2 separate regions of the Hordeum vulgare genome follow, and region 1 is linked to region 2. The links are chromatin contacts, called in public Hi-C maps. All regions are on one chromosome and are shown on one strand. The core of a region is the stretch at or near the end of the contact, and the rest is flanking DNA. Distances in the headings are between cores, read along the strand shown.

The links. A called contact is a pair of places that touch in the nucleus more often than the background predicts.
Region 1: a contact with region 2 is called in a Hi-C map of seedling, with 4 times the contacts expected there. The contact joins the promoter of LOC123404094 here to the promoter of LOC123403962 in region 2. A contact is called at or near these places in 2 of 6 Hi-C or Micro-C datasets (leaf and seedling).

The regions. Positions count from the first base shown.
Region 1 is chr6H:477,603,182-477,610,200 of MorexV3_pseudomolecules_assembly, reverse strand. It overlaps LOC123404094 (PRELI domain containing protein 3A), which reads right to left and starts at 4,068. Exons shown (of 1, transcript XM_045098020.1): 1 at 3,102-4,068. The coding sequence starts at 3,881. The coding sequence ends at 3,291. It overlaps LOC123404093 (putative F-box/LRR-repeat protein 22), which reads left to right. Exons shown (of 2, transcript XM_045098019.1): 2 at 211-1,179. The coding sequence ends at 1,081.
Region 2 is chr6H:477,385,256-477,391,948 of MorexV3_pseudomolecules_assembly, reverse strand. LOC123403962 (60S ribosomal protein L31) reads left to right here and starts at 4,695. Exons shown (of 2, transcript XM_045097866.1): 1 at 4,695-4,866; 2 at 6,218-6,661. The coding sequence starts at 4,775. The coding sequence ends at 6,497. It overlaps LOC123403961 (probable glucosamine 6-phosphate N-acetyltransferase 2), which reads right to left. Exons shown (of 3, transcript XR_006611600.1): 3 at 6,666-6,693.

The sequences.
Region 1 (7,019 bases), core at 2,819-5,318, 220 kb before region 2:
GAGGGTTAGAATTCCCATAAATTAGGGGCTTGTAGTACTCCGTAAGAACGAACTTTAAACAAATGAAATTCTGAAACAGTGATGACATGTTCTCTTTTATCGTCTGAACGTTTAGCTTCTTCATTTCGTGAATAACCAAAAGGAGAGATTTTAAACAGGTAGAAAACACACATGTTTCAAGCCACTAAGATTCACGTGTTACCCTTGCAGGGCACCTTTACTGAAGAGCCTTCATCTTACCAAGTCCTGCAATGTAACCAGCAAAGGATTGGCAGAGGCAATAAAGAAGTTCCCTCTGTTGGAGGAGTTCGAGCTTTGTGAATGCGAGAGATATGACACCTGGGTCTTCGAGATTCTTGCCGCCGCTTGTCCACGGCTGAAGCACTTCAAACATGTCAACGATAGAGGATATTCGTGGTATAATTGGGAACGGGACCTATACCCCGTCGACAACCGTGAAGCCTTGGCAATCGCAGGGATGCATGAGCTACGGTCCCTGAAGCTTTATCACAGCGGCCTCGACAACCAAGGGTTGACAGCCATCCTTGGCGGCTGCCCTCACTTGGAGTCCCTTGACATACGCTATTGCAGCATCACCATGGACAGCAGCATGCGAGCAAAGTGTGCCCGTGTCAAGACCAAGAAGGTGTTTCCATATGCACCAACTGATGACTGGGTGCGTTCTCCATCTGGCGTCCGTGATGACTTCGTCGATGATTCTTCCAAGTATTTCGAGCCTGGCAGCCCTGTTAGTAGATGCCATTCTCCACGGGATTCGATGATTCTTCCAAGTATTTCGAGCCTGGCAGCCCTGTTAGTAGATGCCATTCTCCACGGGATAGTTATTGGTGGTGTCGCAGCAATGGCGAAGAGCCCGACTGTCGGTTTTTCAATGTGGAGCCTTGTGACTCCGATGACTCTGACCATTCTCTCTTGTTTAGCGATGCCGAGGAGGCCGAGTTTGAGTACTGGAGGATCTGAAGGACTGGTGTACACAACATTTGGATGTTCTGATGGAAGTGCCCCAGCCAGGCCAGGCCATCTGTTGCACTGTCTGATATCTGGCGCTTCCTTGCTCTGATTTTGGCGGTGAATCTGGTTGTGGTTCACCTCTCTGATTTGGAATTGCCCAGAATGTATAGAGAGATCAGAGAAATAAAAGAGGTCAGCGATGGTTCATTTGAATTTGCATGAAAAAATTAGACAGGCAAGAAAAACACAATCCACTTGTCCAACTTTCCCTTCTGGAATAAGAGTTTTTCACCCACTGTGATTAATTTCGGCTGCATTTCGGTAGATGTACATGTTATGCTTTGTTTGATTTCATGGATCAAATTTGTATACCTTACTAATAGTTCAGGTAAATAACCATGAAAACTGTCACATACATACATGTCTCTGTCAGGTTGGTTCTGGAGGCGTAACTCTTCTTTCACAGATTATAAAGTTTCACAGATTATAAAGGAATGGCTCAACGGAACGAAGCTATATCCAAACCGTATACCCAGCTCAGCCTGAATCAGAAATCGAACAGATATGCAGCTGCACTTCTCCTCAGCGACAGCAACATATTAAATTCACAAATTTTGAAACACGGTGAGGAAACATGATGGTCTGTCTTAGCAAAACTGGAGCACAATAAAACCAAGGAGAACTATTACCATTTAGACAGCCAAGCAACACTCTGAATTTACGCCAGCGAGGATATATGTCACCAGCAGTAAAGCACATCAGATTTACTAAAATATGAGGCTGCTGTCGGTAAACCCAGTGGCATGCAATAATCACCGGGTTGTACAATGTTTCCATCCCACAATAATGAACAATCTCAGCAACTGTTGAACATCGCAGTTCATAATTCAGATCAACCGTTCTTATGTGCAAATGTAGTATGCACAGATAAATGTTGAAGCAAAATCAAGCAAAGAAAGCTAAATACGAGATTTAAGAACCAAGCAACAAAATTCATAGGCACAACAAAAATCTAGTAGATTGGCTCAATGCACAATTTCCTGCCGACAAAAATGCATACCGAGCATTCCTGGTTCGAGTGTTTTCTGAGCTAAGTGGTTGCCCATGCCCTACCATGAGATTATGCTTTGCAAGATGCTGAATTAAATCATCTGAAGTATCATTGAAACCGATTAAGTGAAACTAACAATTGATCATCACAAGAAAGTAGAAGCTGCATATGAATATAAGAGAGCTAAATTTAATCCTTAATATTGGTGAGATCCAAACATTTCACAACACATTATATTTTCACTCCTCCCACAAAACTATGCAACAAAGTTCAAGTCACTCTAATGCCCCAATTATAAACATTCAGCATCTTGGCAGAATATAGTGATTTGTTCAGGGATAAAGAAACACAGCATAATAATAATACAACAGCACAAAGACCATTCTCACAGAAGCAGACTCAATTTTTTGTTCAACGCAAACTGCATTTAAAATTACTCCAAGCTGTCTTAATTCTTACTTGGAGGACTCAAGGAGTTCGACTAAACTAATTCAACATAACTACTTAGTGCTTATCCACCATGAAAACAGACATGAAATATGTCGATATACTGGGCCAATAACAGAAGAACAATCCATGTCATAACAAGAATCAACCACTGTCATAATCTTTTTAGGCATCCAAAGGAGCTGCAGGCGTACTTGCCCTGTAATTTGCCTCCTGGGAGGATTGTACCAAACTCTCTCTTTTCAATGCAATGAAACGCGTTTTCTCAACCCAAAAAAAAAAAAAAAAAAAAAAGAGGAGCTGCAGGCTTATTTGCTGTTAGGGACATGATTCAGACAATCATGAATTCCACACTAGCATATCTAGCTTAGTCAATAATCAGCTAAACAGACACATCTATGTTAAATCACATAGTTGCCCATCTTCCATATTCAATAACCAACATGTCATAGAATGGAATAGCCCCTTCACAGGAGGCCATCAATCCATCACAACAGCTGGGTTAACATTTAATCCAATTTTTCAAATTAACGCAATAAGATGCAGGTGCTTCAGAGTTGCAGATCAGAATGTAGCTCAACAAGAATATGCGCAAAAGAGAGTTAAAAATTCTCCACTTACAACACAGCAATGAAGTCTATGCTCACAAGCTTTATTCCGTTCAGGATTCAGCTCATATACAAAACAAAATTAAATTAAAAAAACAAAAGGAGGCCTCGACGCGAGGCCTGGGTCTGCACCCGCAGCACAGATCGAGCGAAACCTTGGATTCGATCAGATCCAGAACGGCCAAGAGAGAGGGAGCGCAAACCAGTGCGGATCAGACGGCGGAAGGCGCGGCGCCGGCCGCCTCGGCCTCGAGGTAGCGGCAGATCCGCTCGACGACCTCCCTCCCCTTGGCGCTGTTCTGCAGGAACCTCTCGGCGCAGCGGGTCTCGACCTTCTCGGCGACGGCGGCGAGCTTGGCGAGCGGGCGGCAGCGGATAGTGGTCTCCTGCCTGAACTGCGTCCAGTCGTCGGGGCGGTCCGGGTGGGGGCGGAAGGTGGATCGCTCCTCCACCTCGATGATGCCGCGGAGACTGACGTTGCGGACGACGATGTCCATGGCGCGGCGCGGGGCGTCGACGACGGAGGTCTCGACGCAGTGGCAGATGGCGGCGCCCGAGGGGGAGGCGGCGGCGGCCGGGAGGAGACGGCGCAGGATGAAGGGGAGCGGCGGGGAGCGGACGGTGATGGAGCGCGCGGCGTGGAGGCGGCCGGCGTCCGTGTCGACGCGGCGCTGCAGGGTGTGCACGTCGGCGACGTGGGAGAGCGCCGTGCGGGAGGCCGGGTCCGTGAACTTGCGCCACGCCGCCGCCGTCACGCGGTCCCACGGGTGCCGGTAGACGTGCTCCTGGGTGTAGACCACCATGGCCGGGGGGTCGGGGTGGGTGCCTGGCTCGCGGGGTTTTGGATTTCGCTCCTCGATTCGATTCGGTTCGATTTCTTACTTGCGGCGAGGGGGGGTGGGAAAGGAAGGCGGAAGCTGGATTGGAGAGGAAGGAAGGCGGACCCGGAACCGGAACTGGGAGCGGTGCGGTGGTCCGTCCCGCGTGTCACTTGCGTGCTCTCTCGTCCTGGCATGTGTCGTCGTAAGCGGCTAGTTTGAAGTCCGCTTTCTTGAACACAATACGCCCATGGAATATTCACGCCCTCCGAACGTCCCCATCCATTTTGTTTGTACGTGTGTTCGTTGAAGTTAAAACAGACATAAAAATAGATCCAGCGCGTCGATCTAAATAGATACGTGTTAGCTTTTCGTTCGCGTGTCAATCTATTTTTTTTTAAATTTAAGCCTCGTTTGCGTCGGCGTGCACACGAGACGGACGCGCGCGACGCTCGGCTACTCCTACCCTGGCCCACTGGTTAGTGGTACATTACCCATTCTTTTTCTCCCCATCGACACCAAGCCCCTTCACCCCCTGTCATTGCTCCCTCGTCGCCGCTGCCTAGTGCGGGTGCCCTTGCCAGCAGCTCCACGCCCACATACCGTCCCCTCATCAGGCCACCTTCCCACCTCCTCGCCGGGCCACGGGAGCTACTTCTGTGTCGTTGTCGCGAGTACCACCTCGGCACCGTGCCCTCGGTCAGCTCCTTCGACAACGCCGCGATGCCTGGTTCTGTAGGCCCGTGATTGTAGTGTTTGGCCCTGAGTACTTGAGAGAGCCAAATGTTGCGGATATTGCCGAGCTGTTGGAGATGGATGCGAGTTGGGGCTTCACGGGGATGCTTGATAGCATAGATTGTATGCACTGACAGTGAAAGAGTTGCCCTTCTGCTTGGCAGGGGCAATACGACATCTGACACTCTTTCTTCGACATGGTCGGATCTCACAATGATATCAACATGCCTCAACGATCTCTGATGTTTGGAAGACTTGCGGAAGGCAACAGTCTGAAGGTTAGTGTTGAGATCAATGGCCACATGTACGAAAATGAAAACTACCTAGCTGATGTTATCTATCATCAGTGGACTACTCTATTGAAGACAAACTTGTAATGCCCCAAGAGTGTATCTTTCCCTTTTTGGAACCTTCTCTATGTGGGTCCAACTTGTCATTGATATGAGAGCTATCCTATGCATATGATTTCATGTGATGTCACCTTGTTTATTCTTTCTTTGCATGCATGCATTCCATATCATTCCATGTGTTATGTTTGATGCCTTGTGATCTTATGTGTTGGCGTGATCCATGTGATGTGGTGATGTGATGTGTTAGCTTGTGTGGAGTGTGCATGCGATAGTAGGAAGCCATGTTGGTTTGCACTAGGGTTTTAGAAAACTCCCCCCCCCCTCTCTAATTCATCTCAAGGTCAAGTTTCACTTGATCCTTTCCTGTTTTTAAAATGGCCTTGATTTATTATATTTTGTGGGATTTGTGAGCAAGTGAAGGTGCTGTTTTGATCCAAGTTTTAAAGGTGCAAAATATTCACAAAACAACCCAACATATTATGTTTTGTAAATATTGAGAGGCTCCTAAAATTCCTTTTCTATTTTTATTAAATAGGTTATATTTTATTATATTAGCCTGTGTTTTATTTGCCTTCTCAGGTTATTTGAAATTGGATAAAACTCCAGGAGTTTTATTCCTCTATCTGGCGCTACTAGTGGGCTCCCTCCCACTAGCAGGCCCACTCCTCCTCTCCACAGCGTGGCAGCCCACCTGCGCGTCCCTCTTTCTCCTTCCTGACGCCGTTCCTCCCAGGTGCACGCTTTCCGTCACACAACCGAGAGAGAGTGAGTGCCGTGAGGGCTCACGGGCGTCGAGGCCCCCCCATATAGCCTCGGTGTGCGTGCCCCTTCCCTAGGGTTCCTCCTTTCCCCTCCTTGCGCCGTCACTCTCCCCATCTCTTCTTCCTCCCCCAAGGTAAGTTCGGTAGCCGATCTAGCAGAGAGAGAAGAAGAGCCCCGCCGTCGTCTACCCTGCATCCGTCGTCTCCGGCGCCGGCCGCCATGTCCAGCGGCTCGGGGCTGCACCCCGCGCTCCATTCCCGTCCTCGGTGAGGCCGGGGAGCGACCTCACCGATGGGCAGATCCTCGTCTACGGTGTGCACCTGTCGGTCTACTTCCCCTGCTTCAGTCTGCAGCAGACGCCTTCTTCTGTTCATCTATATCTACTCGAGGCGCTCCTTCTTCCCGATCGGTTCCCTTCTTCTTCCCTAGGTGAGCTAGCTCTTCTCTCCCTTCCCCCTCGAGTAGATCGGCCTAGAGATCGTCGGCACACACCTCTATCCCGAGAGGAGTTCTTGCATGTGTTGCTATGTGTTCTGTGTAGCGTGTGTGCTCGGTTAGATGCAGTAGCGTAGTGGTTTCCTCGCAGCAGTAGCGTAGTAGATCTTCCCCCTTCCCTGCGGGTGTGGCAGTAGCGTCAGTAGAGAGAGCTTGCTCCGGTGAGAGTCCCTGCCGCCGGCGTCTCTCTGTGCTCAGAGCAGAGCAGGGAGGCCTGGTAGTATACCTAGTATACCCCCTCTGTTCAGTCGAGTCCCCGTATCGTATCCCAGTGGTTGCAGTGCATGGTGTTGTGTGTGTTGGCCTAGGGCGTGGGTTCGAGTCCGAGCTTGCCCCCTTTTAATACATGTTTTTCGGCACAATTGCAGTAGCTGCAGTAGCACCATATCCCACCTGGCTTCCCTTCGCTGTCAAGTGTAGATGCAGTAGCAGAGTGGCGAATAGGTTGTTGGAGATACAAGGGGTCTGGGGTTCGACTCCTCCCCTGTCCTTTATTTTTTTTGTATTTATTTACTTTTTTTGCTTTTCTTGCTGCATACTTGCATGAGGTAGGCTTGGCACCTTGTAGTATTAATTTTCTTGCTCCCAATAGTAGGTGTTCTTAGCATTTGTTGCTAGTTTGAGATGGATGCATTTGTGGGCTTTGGAGCATATGTGCACATGAGGTTCTAAATCATATGTGTGTGTGTGTGTGTTTGCACTAGGTGTGCATGTGAAGATATATCATGTGTAGGGGTGCATGTATATATATGTTTGCTAGATTACATGTGTAGGTGGTGTA
Region 2 (6,693 bases), core at 3,446-5,945:
ACTCAGGCTATGACCGTGGAGATGATGACTTGATGTTGCCTGATTTTCCGGAGCCGGAACGTCCTAAGGCGGAATGCAAAAAGTCTCTCTTCAAGCCATCATTGCAGGAGACGCCTCCGGATGCCGCCTCTACCCAGCAACCCCCCGAGGCCCGTCCACTTTTTAGCCCGAGGATACTTGGGGGTGGTTAGGGAAGGTATGGTGGGATCACTACCGCCACCCCCAAGAAGCAAAGGAAGAGATCGACCAAGAGACCTAAAGGCGCCATAGGTGCTTCAAGCAGCCATCCGCCTCTGAAACCCCTGGTGGTAGACAGAATACCTGTCGAAGGTAAGCCACGTGTCCGCATCGCCAGCGAGCCGATCCTACCTGCCAATGCGCTAGATCACATACTGAACAATGATCTAAAGAGACCCCATGAAGATGTGCTGGCCAAAGAGAAAAACATTCTCGCCGGGAAACATCCAGGATACCCGCTTTACGCGGCTCATGTGCCGGGTGGGAAGATGTACGTCGATACTTGGCCCGTGAATCAGTTCCTCCTGTGATTTGACTACATCTACAACATGTTCCACATGACCAAGCTCGATTTCTAGTTCATCCGCATGTATGCGATGTATCTCAACTCCATCATCAATATGGAGAGCATCAAATATATCTGCGTTGCAGATCCACACTATATGCACGAGGACCTCTTAGGAGTTTGCAAAGAGCATCGTGACTATGCGATCAAGTACCTCGGCGATTTCATGATCGCTAATAAGGACAAGGAAGCGATTCTCCTGCTTATCATCCCTCGTAAGTCATCCGCGCATATCCTTTCGTACATGTTCCATTCCTTTGCAAGGATGGAGGCTAATTTGAGGTGTACTTAATTTGTGCAACGGGGGCGGTGCCGTCCTCATTGTTCTGTACCCGGAATACTCCCATGCTAACTACTTGGACTCGTCGAAGAACCTCAAGAAAAAGGATTACACACACGTAAAGAGTGTTCTCGACTCTGTCCTGTGGACCTTCAGCCTGGCTGATGGATATATCAAGGTGAAAAGACCAGGAATAAAGCATCGACTTTCAGCCATAAGGCCGACTTCTGCTGCATCCAGCAACCGAACAATAGTACGACTGATGGATTCTACCTCATGCATCACCTGATGGAGTTCAGAAGGGATAATCAACACCTTCGCATGTCAGCTACTACCGAAGATGCCGAGATTGTCAGCTGGGCCACAAGCATAGGAACGACACCGGATCATCGAATCCGAGTTGAGTTTTATCACGTACAGTGTGAACGAGCCCAAGTGATCATGAAGCAAGTCCTCGAACCAACGGGGATGTTCTACAATGGGGCAACCACGTGGGTTGATGTCCGAGCACTGCTAGTCGCTCAACGTCTGGACATGAACCCTTTCATGAAGCTCGGGTGCGTCCTCGCTGACTATGAAGATTGGGACGAGGACCTGAACGACTGATTGTCAATGACAATGTGATGTAACTAAACCGTGGTCCTGAACTAGCGTGCCTTATCACTACTATCTTTCTATGGCAAAACTTTGAAACTATGTGATGTAAGTAAAACGTGGTCCTGAACTAGCGTAGATCGTTCTAGTTAATTAGTTTGGGTATGAGGAACTTCGTCATTTATGTTTACTATTGGTCGCTTTTATTTTGCTAATCATGCCTGTTTGTTTTCTTAAGTACATTATGTTGCATATTATCGTTCAAATCAACAACTCACGATGCAGGTACCTAGATCAGAGATGGCGAAGCACTACTACGTCGTGTACGTTGAGAGGGTTCCAGGAGTCTATGACCACTGGCCAGCCGCTCAGGCATAGGTACCCGGGTGCTACCCACAGAGGGTTCGACACCAGAGCCGAAGCAGAAAGTAGTTACTTCAGGTCAACACTCCAGCATGAGCAGGGGCGGGACCGTCGGTACTACATAGTCGCGCTCTTCGTCATGCTGATCGCTCTTCTCTTGTACATCATGTTTTAGATAGAGATGATGAAACTTGTGGGAGTGCCATGGCCATGCAGTTGCACTTATTCAAGACATGACATGATCGCACTTATGTATCACTATTTTCGAGATTATGTGATGATATTTTGTGTTGAATGATGATGATGATGATGGTATGATGAGACTATTGTATGTCTATGATATTTGAGAATGGTGTATGTTTAATATGATGTGATGAAACTATTGTATAGAATCTGTATAAATACATCAGAAATACGTAGAGGGTATAAAGCTGTGAAAGCAACAAAATTTAGCAGTAGCGCTGGTAAATACTTACCAGTAGCGCTGCTTAGCAGCAACGCTTTCTAGGGGCAAACGCTGCTACTATAGTTAGCAGTAGCGCTGGGCAGGCAAGCGCTACTGCTAATACTACTTACCAGTAGCGCTGCCCATACCTGCGCTACTACTAGGATTTAGCTGTAGTGCGATAGCAGTAGAGCTCGACCCAACGCTACTGATACACATATTTCCAACACTACTGGTAGGGTTTTCCCTATTAGTGGAAACATATATTTATTTGAAGGTTTTAGACGTGTCACATGCAAATTTACTTAGAATAGCAGTGAAATACCATATATAGGTAGGTATGGTGGACTCTCATGAAAGAAACTTGGCTTAAGGATTTGAATGCACAAGTAGTATCTCTACTTAATACGAAGTTTTAGCTATCAAAAGGTTCTAAACAAGCACCACATTATGAAGGATACATAACAGTATAACTTCAATGCAAATATACCCAAACATACCCATTACGTTGTCTTCCTTGTCCAACTTCAACTATTTGATCAAGGTTCAAAATAATTATTGGGTATACGCAATCATAAAAGATGTCTAAGAAAATATATCTTTATGTGACAGTTCTCTTTCTTATACTCCTCATTCGTGAATTGCTTGTATGATCAATATCGTGATTGTCAAACTTCAATAGATTTTACTTTATAAATCAGATGTGAAACTACTAGTAAGTATAAAATAAATTGATAATTTCATATTTATTACATTTCATTAATTCACAATTTACTCTTCGGATATACGTGAAGCATAAGAGTAAACATAAAACTACTATCGAAAGATATAAGTGACGATCAATGAGTAGTTAAACAATTAAGTAGCTGTGTGAGGACTCTCTCTCAATAAAAAAATTCAGATCTTAGGTTTTTATTCAAACAACAAACAAAACAAAAATACACTCAAAGAATAGCATATATCATATGGACAAATAAAAAACTGGGTTCAACATAAGCTAACCGATATTTGCTTGATGAAGAGAGGTGGGATGCGTAGCATCTCGAAGCTTAGATGTTTGAGACTTCTTGAAATATTACCCGCAAATGGATGTTCCGATCCAAACATGTGGGGGAGGAATGGATGGGCCTATTGGTTTAGCTACAATTTACTTTCTCCGTTCCTAAATATAAGTCTTTTTAGATGTTTCACTAAAGGACTACATACAAATGTATATAGACATATTTTAGAGTATAGATTCATTCATTTTGCTATGTATATAGTCTTTTAGTGAAATCTCTAAAAAGACTTGTATTTAAGAACAGAGGGAGTATGTGTTATGTGGTTCTTAGCGCGCACAACTCATGCTTCAACTAATAAATCCTCCCTCTACTCGTTGACTCTAACTCATACTTGATTGCGACGGTATAAGACTCACTCATTGTATGCATTTTGTTACACATGGTTTTCTTAGACTTGTTGAATGCCATGCTAAATTCAAAATTCTCAAGCATCAATGGAAATATTGACCAATTGAATGAAGCAAGTTAGACCATTTGCCCCATACAAAAAATGCTCAAAAGGAAAATAATACTCCTTGGACGATTTGCTTCCTTTCAATGGCCAACCCTATCCTCCTAGATCTTTTTTGTTGTTGTTACCCACAAAAAAAAGAATCTTCTTTGTTAGGGATGATGAAATTTATCCAATATGTGTCAAAAACTGAAAATAAATTGATAATTCAGCCGTGCCCATTTTTGGCCATGACCTAAATCTTGGCTTGTGCTTAGATTTTCTTTTCCGATGTGACTATGGGGGTGTTTCTTTACATGGACTTTTTGCTGTAGGGACTAAAAAAAGTCCCTTTTAGTCACATGTGAAAGAAAAAACAGGAGGGACTTTTAGGGACTAAAATGGGGTATTTGATGCTAAAGGCAGAAGTCTCTATGGGAGGGTCTTTCTGAGACTTTTTTGACACTTTTTCCAACAGTGCCCATACTTCTAGTATGTCATTTAATAACTTATCCTATATTAGTAGGGGTAACATGGTCTTTTTGCATGACATTTAATGACCTTTAGTCCATGTTTAGGCAATGAAAAAAACGGATAGGAACTAGAGAATTTTTAGTTGGGACTAAAAGAAGTCATAGAACTTTTTAAGAAAACATGGCCTATGCTCCTTGGTCAACTTTAGTCCATTTCCCTAGCCAGAATTCGCCAAATTATATGGAGGCAAATCTGCAAAGTTTTTGGTGGAATTCGCTTGGGCCTAAAACCAAGCACACTCAGATTTCACGAAACTCACTTACAAAAAGGAAAAAAATAGAAAACATAAGAAAAGGACGAAGGGCCTACTTAAACGGGCCGTCACGAAACATCCCTGAGAGGCCCGGTCAGCCAGCAAGCCCTAATTTCGCCCGCTATAAAGCCGCCCCCCCTGCGACCTGCCCTTCCCACTAGGGTTTATCTCCTCTCGCCGCAGCCTCCATCGAAGCCGAGAGAGGAGCAGGGCGAAAGGAGGCCGTCGGAGATGTCGGAGAAGAAGCGCGCCCCCGGCCCTCGCAAGGACGAGGTGGTGACCCGCGAGTACACCGTCAACCTCCACAAGCGCCTCCACGGATGGTATAACCCTCCCTCCCTCCTCACCCACCCCCTCCATTCCCGAGCTCCGCGACCCCAGTAGATCCGCTAGTCAGATTCCACCTCAGCGCTCCACGGGGTGTCGCCATGGCGCCTGCAGGCTCGTCTGTTGGAGATGCTGGCGCGAAAGGTTGCTGCCCGCGAGCACTATGTGGGCTTGTGTATGGCTGTCACACCTCTATGGATGAAATCCTTCCAGCTAGATGAAAGTAGGGATCGCATGACCGAGCGGTATTCCGATCTCTTGGATGCTGCTCTTGTATCTGATCCCATATTTTTCACATGGATCTTCGATCTGAGCCACTTGATTAGGTGTTAATCGGGTATAGTCAGGTGTCTGCCTTTTAAATCATGTGGCTGAGCACAGTTACATGCCCGGGAGATTAGCTCCGCTCATCGTTACACGTATGGCTTTTCTCAGTGCTAATATGTGTTCCATTTGGGCTGTATATTTCGCCATGATATTGTCTATCATTTCTGCTTGATGATGAACAATGGTTGTTGTTTGTTATTCTTGTATTTGCCTTGCTCATCATTGTTAGTTACTTGGTTCGCCTAGTAAGTTGATTGATGCGTTGTGCCCGGACATAGTCAGGTATCTGTCTTGAAATTGTGGTTGATACAGTTACTTGTCCGGTACATTGATGTTGCTCATCGTTACATGTGTTGCCTTCATATGCTTTCACGTGTTCCATTTGGGCGCTACATTAAAAATTGATTTCGCAATCTATTTGTTCATGTCCGGTCATAGTCAGGTATCTGTCTTTAAAAATTGTGGTTGATACAGTTACATGCCCGGTAAATAAATGTTGTTGCTCATCGTTACATGTGTTGCCAACCAATGCTACCACATGTTCCATTTGGGCTGTACATTGAAACTATATTTTGTTAGTTGATCGTAGCGTGTCCTTTATGCCCGGTCATAGTCAGGTATCTGTCTATAATCTAGTGGTTGATACAGTTACATGCCCGGTAAATAGATGTTGCTCATCGTTACACTTGTTGCCTTATATGCTGTCATGTGTTCCATTTGGGCTTGACATTGAAACTATATTGTCATTTTATCTTAAGTCCATTATGGCCGGTCATAGTCAGGTATCTGTCTTTAAAACTTGTGGTTGATACAGTTACATGTCCGGTACATAGATGTTACTCATCGTTACACTTGCTGCCTTCATATGCTGTCATGTGTTCCATTTGGGCACTACATTGAGATGAACTCCACATTTGCTTTGTTTTGTGTTTGTGTTCTATATATTACATTTCTATGTTGCTTGAGCTGTAATGTTCATCTATCTTTCTCATGGTTTTCTAACTTCATTCTTGTGCACAGTACCTTCAAGAAGAAGGCACCAAATGCCATCAAGGAGATCAGGAAGTTTGCCCAGAAGGCCATGGGAACAAATGATGTCCGCATCGACGTTAAGCTCAACAAGCACATCTGGAGCAGCGGCATCAGGAGTGTCCCGAGGAGAGTCCGTGTCAGGATTGCCCGCAAGAGGAACGATGAGGAGGACGCTAAGGAGGAGCTGTACTCTCTGGTGACAGTTGCTGAAGTCCCCCAGGAAGGTCTTAAAGGTTTGGGTACCAAGGTTGTGGAGGATGAGGACTAAACCCTCTGTCTGTTGTTTCAATCAGTTAGAACTTAATACATATCTGCTGAGAGCATATTGGGAAGTCTTGCTTTAGCTTATTGTTATCTACTGTTCATGATGTTCCATGACTTCTTGATAGAAGATTTGAGACGTTGGATATTTTGTTCAAGTGCTTGAAGTTTTGACTTGCTGTTGACTTGCGTCATGTTAATGG